Regions from separate parts of the Mus musculus genome. Here region 2 is linked to region 1. The links are chromatin contacts, called in public HiChIP or PLAC-seq maps. All regions are on one chromosome and are shown on one strand. The core of a region is the stretch at or near the end of the contact, and the rest is flanking DNA. Distances in the headings are between cores, read along the strand shown.

Region 1 (5,662 bases), core at 2,465-4,964:
TCCAGCTAGGAGTCCCCGCGTCAGAATTAGCATCGTCCTGAGTGCCATGGGCCACTCTACGCATTCAGCTGAGAGGCAGTGACAAGAGGGTCACAGGAAGCTCAGTCTTCAGGACCATCTCTGAAAAGGACTAGGGGGTTTAAGAAAGGATTCCTTCCTAGATGGGTGAAGCAATGCAGGCCTTGCCCAACAAGCCAAGTAGATCTGGCTTCCTCTGCATCTGGGCTTCCTCTGCATCTGAGTATTAGGTGGAGATGGGAGGGGTGGGACCTGGCTTGTGGACAGTGATTGGCAGTGATAGTTAACCTGTGGTTCTGAGCTGGCATGACCCAGTACCTTGAGGAGGAAGTGGGCTTGCAGGTGATTTCAGTACCTGTATAGGAAAGTGTAAGGCTTCCTATGGGGGTAGTGGGAGGCTGGTTAGATGGCAGATGCCTCGTGCAGGGACAAGGAAATGGGGCTACTCCGAAAGCAGCTGCTTCCAATAGCATAATGACAGTTGGGCAGAGGCTTGACCTGGGAGGCACTTTGGAAGATGGGTGGTACATTTGGAAAACAACCCCAGAAGGAAATTACCTTACGCTGAACTTCAGGCCCCCCCCCCCAGGGAAGGAAGTCAGGTTATAGGCAGCTGCTGAGAGTTGAGACATGGACACACCCTGCCACCCCAGTTACCCGATCATCAATGCTCACACTGGGGGGGGTGGCATTTCCACTATGCCACTGGCCTACAGGATTAGGTGAGATACAGGAAGATCCCAATGGGTCAGTGATCTTGTGCCCCGACACTGCCCTCAGGCTTCACAAGCTCTCTGCACACGTGAAAAAGGTGCTGAGACCTCTGGGCCCTTCACCCATCTCTGATCCATGTTCTGCCTTCTGCCCCTTCCCTCCCAACTTTGCCTCTGCTGTCCCATCTGGAATCTTCCCACAGGATGCTCCTCTGTTGGCTGTGCAGCTGCACGTATCTTAGTGGCTCACTCTTCAATTCATATTCCCGCTGAGGAGGTTTCTGCTCAGGGGCCTGCTGAGGCCGTCTTGCCTGACGTGTCATTTCATCAGGCTGGCACTGTTAAACTCCTGCCATTGCCTGCAATCATAGCCTAGGTCCACCCCCCTCCACTAGACTCTAAGCTATGTTGAAGAAAGGATTTGGTCTTTGAGGCACGTGGGAGGGACGGTGTATACAGAGAGTGTGCAGGGAGTGAGGGAAACACGGTTAGGTTGATGTATTTGAGTTCTGCCCTGACAGATGGAATATGTAGCTAGTTACTCTCATAAGCTTAGAGGAGGGGCGTTAGATAAGAGGGTCACCCGGGTCCTTGAAGATACAACATCTGAGTCTCTCGATGAGTTAGAGCTTTCTGGCTATCGGCAGGCTCATGGGACACCCAGGGCATCCTTACTTGGCTCAGCATCTAGGCTAAGCAGAGGTAGTGGCAGAGATCTGTCCAGGGTGCCTCTCCCTCCTGATGCACACCCCACCCCCCGCCCTTGTCCTCCAGCTACAAGACCTCCTGGTGGCTGCCACTCGGATGAGTTCCAGTGCCGCCTAGATGGCCTGTGCATCCCCCTGAGGTGGCGCTGCGACGGGGACACCGACTGCATGGATTCCAGCGATGAGAAGAGCTGTGAGGGCGTGACCCATGTTTGTGACCCGAATGTCAAGTTTGGCTGCAAGGACTCCGGTGAGAGGGGGCAGAGCAGGGCGGGGAGCTTCATGAGTAGGAGGAGGCCATCTTGAGGATGTAACAGTGGCTTGGTGTTATGTAGAGGAAAGGGCAAGAAAGAGCCAGAGTCTGTATGAAAGACCCCGGGAACCCAAACCCTGGCCAGAATCGAGCACCGGCACCTTCTGCAGGTTCTGCACCTTCTTCGTTAGCTGTGTGGGTTTGACAGAAAAGGTTTCAAGGTTTACAGTGGGCTCCTAAGCACTTCAGTGAAGACATTCTTAGCTGGGTCTGGGCAGGGCACAGTGAGTTCCACTCTCCAGGCCTGGTTCCTCATTCTGTCCCCATCCTGGTCCCTCAGCCCGGTGCATCAGCAAGGCGTGGGTGTGTGATGGCGACAGCGACTGTGAAGATAACTCCGACGAGGAGAACTGTGAGGCCCTGGCCTGCAGGCCACCCTCCCATCCCTGCGCCAACAACACCTCTGTCTGCCTGCCTCCTGACAAGCTGTGCGACGGCAAGGATGACTGTGGAGACGGCTCGGATGAGGGCGAGCTCTGTGGTGAGGCGCCCATGCAGGGCCTGGGGTTGCCCAGCAGTGGGGAGAGGGGAGGTCTTGTCCAGGGTAGGACTATAGGAAATGATCTGGGGCAGAGGAGGCACTGACCTAGGACTTGCCTTGGCCCTGCCTGAGGTGACAACTCCTGTAACAATTACTTTACAAAGTGGCCCAGGTAGACAGCCACTGTCTGCCACCAACTGAGGAAGAAGAAGCACAGAGCCCTTAAATAAACTAATCCAGGGCCATCCCACTCTGAAGGCAGGGCAGGGAGGGAGCCGTTAAGACTCCTGACCTGGGTCAGACACCCTCAGTCAGACCACTGAAAAGGGAGGCCAGGCTGGGGGTGAGGCACAGGGTTGAGGCATGATTTGAGCTGACTTCTGGAGGAGGGAATTTAACTGGGTTCCCGGAAATGGGCAACGTGTGCAGAATGAGTGAGGAGGGTCGAGGAGATCTGAGCAAACCACACCGTCCCAGAACAAACAAGTCATCTGACTTCTGGGAAAGAGGAGTGAAGGGTACAGCCATCTGAGGCTGGCCCAGAAATTGCCACCGTGGGGCGTGTTGGGAAGGTCAGGGCATTCCCCTCTGCACCCTGCCCTGTGTCACACGTGAATCGGGAGGGATCAAAGAAAGGGCCTTGACCTGAGTATCCTCCCAAAGAGGAGGCAAAATGCCCAGGTCCCAGCCATCGACGTGAGGGCATCGAGAGCACACAGGGGTAAGGAAAAAGGATGATGGTCCTGGGTGTCAGGTTCTAGTGTCCCAATCCTGATCCTAAGAGAGACTGGGAAGGAGACAGAGGCTCAGCAGGGCTGAGCTGTGGTTAGGGCTCCGGGGCTCAGAACAGGATAAAAAAAAATGTGAAGGCCTGGCAGGGCCATGTCCTGCTTCCTCCCAGATCTTGACCCTATCTCTTTCCTGTCCCCCAGACCAGTGTTCTCTGAATAATGGTGGCTGTAGTCACAACTGCTCAGTGGCCCCTGGTGAAGGCATCGTGTGCTCTTGCCCTCTGGGCATGGAGCTGGGCTCTGACAACCACACCTGCCAGATCCAGAGCTACTGTGCCAAGCACCTCAAATGCAGCCAGAAGTGTGACCAGAACAAGTTCAGTGTGAAGTGCTCCTGCTACGAGGGCTGGGTCTTGGAGCCTGACGGGGAAAGCTGCCGCAGTCTGGGTAAGACGCAGTGGGGTCAAGGTGAGCCAGCCAAGCAGGCCTGGTCACGCGCCTGAGCTACAGTGGGCTGAAGGCCAGGGCTAGCAGGGACGCTGTATGTATATCCCAGGACAGGGTGGCACAGTGAGTGGCTCTAAGCCCTTCGCTGACCTGAACACTTGCCTCCCTCCAGATCCCTTCAAACCGTTCATCATCTTCTCCAACCGCCACGAGATCAGGCGCATTGACCTTCACAAGGGGGACTACAGCGTCCTAGTGCCTGGCCTGCGCAACACTATTGCCCTGGACTTCCACCTCAGCCAGAGTGCCCTCTACTGGACCGACGTGGTAGAGGACAAGATCTACCGTGGGAAACTCCTGGACAACGGAGGTGACTCTTTGGGCCTGGGAGAGTTGCCAGGATTGTACACAGATGGCACTTGGGTACTCAGGGTCACGGGCCCAGATTCAGGTGGCCCCGGAGCTGAGGCTTCGGCTGCCCATCCCCCGTGTGCCCCCCCTCCCCCAGTTAATTGGGTTGGATTTTGCTGTGGGTCTCAGAGCCTGATGCCCCGTAATTATCGTAAGCATTGCTGCTGCCTGATAATTAACAAAATGATCACCCTTTCTTTGGAACGGCCTGAAGCCTGGTTCCCCAGTCTTGGAATTTTGGGCTTAGAAGGAAAATGCCATGTAGGGATGGACCACCTCTGTCTCGGGGTAGCCTGAGCTACACAGGCTCAGTATTAAGCATCTATTGCGCTGGATACAGCAGTGATCAAGACAGATAGTTTTAAGTTGTGTGTCAGGGAGGGTCCCTGAGCAGAGGCAAGCAAGAGACATGTTTTAATAGAGGAGTTTGTGTTGTTTATTATAAAAGAAACTTGGAAACATCTCAAATGTCCGTCCTCAGGAGAATAGTTACGTAAACTGAGCTGTCGTCACATGACAGTTTCTAAAATAATAAGACACACGGACACATTAGTGTAGAGTGTCTTCAGGACATTCAATGGGTAGTTTCTAGCACGTTCCATCATCCTTATAGTATGTCCAAACATGTTCCCAGAAGCTTCCATCAGCCCTGACCTCCTTGCCCAGGTTACCCCACCTCAGAACAGTACATACTCAAAGTGGCTGACCTCACCCCCTCCTCCAAGAGCCCCCTTTCCCACCTACCTCCCAGGAGGAAAGAGGCCTGGGAGAGGAGAGTGGGAGCCAGGCCCTTCAGCTCTCTGGGCAGAGGTGTCAGGGTGAAGGTGGATCATTGAGGGACCCTGAGATCCATGCCTTCGCCAAGCCCCGGCCCAGGAGTCTCTAACCACCTGCAACCTTCTCTTCCTAGCCCTGACCAGCTTTGAGGTGGTGATTCAGTATGGCTTGGCCACACCAGAGGGCCTGGCTGTAGATTGGATTGCAGGCAACATCTACTGGGTGGAGAGCAACCTGGACCAGATCGAAGTGGCCAAGCTGGACGGAACCCTCCGAACCACTCTGCTGGCGGGTGACATTGAGCACCCGAGGGCCATCGCTCTGGACCCTCGGGATGGGTAAGGACTCTGCCCCACCCCCACCCCCTACCCACCCCCGCTCCGTAGCTCTGTGTTCAGCCTGGCCAGGGACACCTGTCTTCTTGGTACTGTTGACTCCCCCAGCTTATCTGTTGTGTGACCACCCCATCTTTGGCCCTCCTCCCTTCCTCCCTCCCTCCCTAGGATTCTGTTTTGGACAGACTGGGATGCCAGCCTGCCACGAATCGAGGCTGCGTCCATGAGTGGGGCTGGCCGCCGAACCATCCACCGGGAGACAGGCTCTGGGGGCTGGCCCAACGGGCTCACCGTGGATTACCTGGAGAAGCGCATCCTCTGGATTGATGCTAGGTCAGCAGCATCCGGGCAGGGGAGGGACAGGACCAGCATGAAGAAAGATGAAGCCAAGAGGAGGATGGGGGGAGGGGAACTGACAGATGAGAAGGAGCAGGGTTGTAACCTGCAGTCATCCATCTACCCTCCGCTCTTCTCATACCCCGTGTCCTCTGCTGAGGGCTCTGCCTGCCCAGGGCAAAGAGAAGGTGCCTTTTCCTAACTCACCCTGGAGCTCCAAACGCCAACTGTAGCCCTGGGAAGGAAATCTAGAAGATTCCCTTGGGGAGGGCATAAGGCTAGGATCCCAACCCATGCAACCTTGCTTTCTCTCTTCAGTCCCAGGCAGGACTTGGGAAGGGGAGTTCCCTGGTGTGTTGAGTTGTGAGGATGAGGGAAGGTGGGCACCTGGCA
Region 2 (4,942 bases), core at 194-2,693, 920 kb before region 1:
GAGAGGATATTAATACAAGGGCCCCTAGAAGGCCTACGGCAGCTGCTCCCCTTGCTGTTGCTGGGATGCTGACTTGCCCCTGGGAACACCACAACCTAACCAAGGAAGAAGCCTGTGGAGGTCTTCGTCCTCTTTCCTCTGTAGCCTTTCTCTCCTACCTCATGTTGTATTGGGGCGGGGGGGAGGGTTAGAAGGGAGAGAATAGTATAAGAACTCTCAATAAAATAGATAAAAAAGACAAAAGTCAACAGCCAAGCCTATGCAGAGAAACCTTGTCTCAAAATAAAAATAAAACAAACACAAAATCTAGTTGTATAGGGTGAACCCACAATTATTCAAGTTTCTGAAGTGATACACTGCTGTGTGATTATCACCACTTCTTTCCTTTCAGGGCTACGAGGGTAGAGCGCTTGCCTGGCATGCAGAAAGCTCTGGGTTAGACCCCAAGAACCTTAGAACACAGAGTAACAGGGAGGCAGGGCAGGCTAGCCAGTGCAGCAGCAGACTGAGGCCATTGAAAAACGTAAACAAAAAAGTCACACCGGACCACATATCTATTAAGATAAAACACAGCCAGGCATGGTGGCACATACCTTTAATCCCAGCACTCGGGAGGCAGAGGCAGGTGGATTTCTGAGTTCGAGGCCAGCCTGGTCTACAAAGTGAGTTCCAGGACAGCCATGGCTATACAGAGAAACCCTGTCTCAAAAAACCAAAAAAACAAAAAACAAAACAAACAAACAAACAAACAAACCAGGGGGGGTGGGAATCCTTTTTAATGGTGATGGAGACTGAACCCAGAACCTGAACGGTTGTAGACAATTGTTCTGCCAGCCAGCTCTAACTTCAGCCCTTATTCACTGTTGTTTTGAGTCTCACTGTATAGCCCAGGCTCGTTTGTCCCCCCCCCCCCCTCACCCCCCGACTTGGGATTACATTTGTGTTATCACCAAGACTGCTTTCTTGTTCTTGCTTTCTAGTTTAAGACAAGCTCTCAGGCGTCCCTTCCCTTTCTGCTCTGAAACTGGATCTTATGTAGCTCAGGCTGGCCCGAAGTCCCTACGTCCCAAAGACATCTGATTCTTCCTGTCTCCACCTCCTGAGTGCTGGGACCCAGAGCTTTGTGCAACCAACTGTGCTACATCCCTTGCACCCGTACAGACCTTTTTACTCAAGCTTTTTCCAGCCGGGGAATGTCCGTTTCAGGGTACAAAATTGGCTTGTGCCTCATTCTTCCTATGGCGCCGCTGGGAGTCTTCTACCCTGAGCTATTTCTGGTCCACTTGCTTGCACAAGCTCTAGTATGAGGCGCGCCGCCAGAGTTATTTATTCGTCTGTTTCGGGACGGTGGGCCGGTTCCCTCTCTGCACTCAGACATTTGCTAAACTCCAGGGAGAAAGTGCAAATACTCAGGCTGGGCAATGGTGTCGGAAAGGTAAAGAAGGACTGCAGAGCCCAGCGTTGCATTTGTTGGGTATCTCGGGGGGGGGAGACCGCGGTGCATTGGCGGCCTCAGCAGACGCCTCCACAAGGAGGAGAGTGGAAGCAGATGGCCAGGCTAAATTGTAAATCTTAACATCTACTTCAGTCAGTCTTTCGACCACTATCAAATGTGAAATAAATAAATAAATAAATAAATAAATAAATAAATAAATAAATAAAACGCAAAACTCTGCCAAGTTACACCATTCCGCAGCTAACAGCCTGAGGAAGCCCCCGCTGCCGCCCCGCCCACCGCCCGGCCCCTCCCACCGCCCGGGCCGGCCCCGCCCCTAGCCTTGCGGGCGTCTGTGGGTCTGCAGCCGCAGGGTCATGGGTGGGGACAGCTCAGGCCCTTTCAATTCCGGAACCGGCGCACGCCTCAGGACCTGAGTCACCAACTGTCACCAGGGGCCGGAAGTCACCACCAACTCTCACGGCTGGGAAAAGGTTTCCTGTGAGCCTGCGGGTGCTCGCGGACTACGACTCCCAGCATGCTCTGCGGCAGCCGCACTTAACCCTTCAGGGACAGGAGCTGCCCTGAGTCCCGCCCCCCACCTGCCCCTTCCTCGGACCCGGCAAGGTGAGTTTTGAGGGGCTGGGAGGGTCTTTTTCCTCTCTAGGGCTTAGGAGTGAGTGAAAGTGAGGGAAACGGGCGTTTTGTTTAGGAAGGATTCTTTATTTTCCAAAAATGGGACAATTTGCAGTAAAAAGATTCTGACGCCCTTTTGCAAATGGGAGACCCACTGCTACTCTGCGAACTCCAGGGCCTAAGTGGAATGACCAGTCTCTCAGAATGCCATGTAATTCTTCTTTATCCAAGAACAGAGTAGCCAGAACCTCCTAGCTCCCAAACATCATCTTTTCCCTTCATCAGCGCTTCCAGCAAGGTTTGTGACTCAAAGCTCAGCTAAGGTTTTTGATGTGATCCTGACCAATGGTGTGTCCGTGTGGATACCTATGAACTCCTTTGGAGGTCCTGTAACCTTTTGGGTTATTAGGGGGCTCTTTGTCTCCCAGGGCCCCCTCCATGTGTGTGTGTGTGTGTGTGTTCCCTCCATGCTCACTAGGCATTATAGCCTTTTGTTTGATTTGAATAACATTGTCTTGTTGAAAAATGTTCCTTCTTTGGAATTATGTGTGACAGATGTTAAGCCTTGCCTACACTGGAACCCCTAAACCAACATTAGGTATAGAAGTCAGTGGGTAATAACACGCTCGAGTTACTGTGCATAGTTTAAGGTTGGGGGTAGGTGGGGGCCCAGGGATTACAAGTTCTAAGGATACGGGAAAAGACAGAAGGGAGTGCAAAGGCCTCCTCTCACCTTTTACTGTTTCCAGAACAGATTTTAAAACTTCCCACCTGATACCAGCCCCCCACCCCTCTACCCCGACTCCACCCCAAGCCCTTGCTTTGCTTGGGCTTTCCCACGGTCTAAAACTAATGCAAGTTTTTGTTTGTTTTTCTACTTTAGTTTTCTTCTTTCTCCCCTTAGCTCCTATCTCAGAATCACTGGCAAACATCCTATCTTCACCCTGGAGGTTAACAATCCCTATTCTGACAGGTCTCGTGTTTCTTCTCTGTACCCTTAAAGAAAACATTCTATTCAGCTGTAGGAGAGTGGTATCAGAGGGAAGAAAACTTTGGGGGCAGGAGTCCTGAACCATAGGAGGCCAGGGGAGTGAGGGCAGACAGGCATAAGTCTCTTCCCCCTCACCCTTGCCAACTGGCTCCCTGTCCCTGCTGCTGCCCCCGCCCCTTGACATCCCAGACTCCCTGCCTATTTAAACAGAGATGGGTGCCCCCATCAGCACATTGTTCTTTGGCCACCTGACATCATGCCTCCCAAGAAGGATGCTCCCGTGAAGAAACCAGCAGGGCCCTCCATCTCTAAGCCTGCTGCCAAGTCTACACCAGGGACCCCTCTAGCCAAGGCCAAGGCTGAGCCGGCTGCCCCCCAGGCACCTGCAAAATCCCAGGAGCCCCCTGTTGATCTCTCCAAAGTGGTGGTGAGTCCTGGGGAAGTGTGAATCTGGAAGGGATAGTTCAGAGATGCGGTGCAGCCTTGGGTATCCGGGAATATGTGGAAAGGATAGGGAATGAATGAACGCTGGAATGAGGTTGGGGCTCCCAGGTCAGGCCAGTTTCCGAAGTGAAGGGAGAGGGGTGCTGTCTGCCTCTGGCTCTTCTGTTCAACTCAGAAGGCTACATCTCTGAACCCCAGGAGGGGAGACTGAAGAGGGCAGGCTTGTTAGACAATCACAGCTGGGGGCAGGGGTAAATTTAGCCTTTGTTCAGCCCCCAGTTATGTGAGGGATGCAGGACTCGGGGTAGCAGGAGGGAAGGGAACAGGTGGCATGGGATTAACCCTGTTCCCAAGAAACCCTCCCCCTGTAATTCCTCTTGGGATTCTCCCAAGGCCCAGAGCTGGGGACAGGACTGAAGTGGCCCGGCTCCCCGCCTTCATCCCTTTGGGTCCCTCCCCAGAAGTGGCTGCCAGTTGGTTGTGATAGAGAGGGACTGAATAAGCCCTGTCATCTCCTCACCTGCCCTTTTTGTCCCCTACAGATCGAGTTTAACAAGGACCAGCTGGAGGGTGAGGAGAAGCCCATTTCCTAAGCCCCATTGTCAAACCCCAAACTCCTGGTCAGATTCTCTGTTCTAACGACAGTCCTGACCTTGAAACCTCCCACACTTGTCCTGTTCTCCTCCCTCCCATGCCTGGCTCTAGCACATGAATTTCTGAAGCAAACCTCCCTCTCTCTGTTGGTGATGGGGATCCTTGGTCACACTGCCTTCTCCTTACATCTCAGAATTCAGAGAGGCCTTTGAGCTGTTTGACCGAGTAGGTGATGGCAAGATCCTGTACAGCCAGTGTGGGGACCTGATGAGGGCCCTGGGCCAGAACCCTACCAACGCCGAGGTGCTCAAGGTCCTGGGGAACCCCAAAAACGAGGGTGAGAGGAGCCTTGAGTTTTGTGGGGGTTTCTGTTTTCTTCTTGGTGTTGAACGTTGAATACAGGGTTCTGCCTGGGCCATTGAGCTACATTTCTAGCCAGCAACTTTCTCTTCTTCCTCTTTTTCTTCTCTCTCTCTCTCTCTTTCTTTCAAGATAGGATTTCAGTATCCCAGCCAAGAATGACCTTACATTCTGATTCTCCTATCTCCACCTCTTGCTACTGCCCACTAGAGTGGTGGGATTACTCCAGTTTATGTAGTGCTGGGTTGAATCCAGGGCCTCAGGCAAGCCAGGCAAGCCCTTATTACAGAGGTACTGTTTTTTTTTACTTTTTGAGACAGGTGCTCACCAAATTACTCAGGTTGGCCAGGGACCTACAGTTCTATCCCAGCAGCCCCAATCCCCAGTTTTCTTTTTCTTTTTAAATTTTAATTATTATTATTGTTGTTTAGATAGTGTTGTTACTACCACCACTACTACTACTATTACTACTACATAGGGTG

What was found. HiChIP or PLAC-seq counts read pairs in DNA pulled down with a chosen protein or histone mark.
Region 2: a contact with region 1 is called in an HNF4G HiChIP or PLAC-seq map of pancreatic cancer cells. The contact joins the promoter of A430046D13Rik here to the enhancer-like site in region 1. A contact is called at or near these places in 2 of 39 promoter capture datasets (embryonic stem cells and hippocampal neurons), 4 of 115 datasets of contacts at active chromatin or transcription factors (embryonic forebrain, forebrain, pancreatic cancer cells and 1 more) and 1 of 9 other capture datasets (macrophages).

Annotation. Positions count from the first base shown.
Region 1 is chr10:127,574,558-127,580,219 of GRCm38.p6, reverse strand. It overlaps Lrp1 (low density lipoprotein receptor-related protein 1), which reads left to right. Exons shown (of 89, transcript NM_008512.2): 21 at 1,506-1,688; 22 at 2,032-2,232; 23 at 3,165-3,410; 24 at 3,583-3,780; 25 at 4,732-4,936; 26 at 5,102-5,266. Among named protein-coding and RNA genes, the nearest start is that of Gm16217, 19 kb to the left of the region's middle. Within about 2 kb of position 3,714, at least 44 of the 459 cell types and tissues checked have an H3K27ac peak or open chromatin away from gene starts, as enhancers often do. A contact at or near this core is called in pancreatic cancer cells, where this site is marked.
Region 2 is chr10:128,495,748-128,500,689 of GRCm38.p6, reverse strand. It overlaps A430046D13Rik (Riken cDNA A430046D13 gene), which reads right to left and starts at 1,443. Exons shown (of 2, transcript NR_131151.1): 1 at 1,164-1,443. It overlaps Myl6b (myosin, light polypeptide 6B), which reads left to right and starts at 2,005. Exons shown (of 7, transcript NM_172259.1): 1 at 2,005-2,062; 2 at 3,273-3,489; 3 at 4,049-4,076; 4 at 4,294-4,437. The coding sequence starts at 3,319.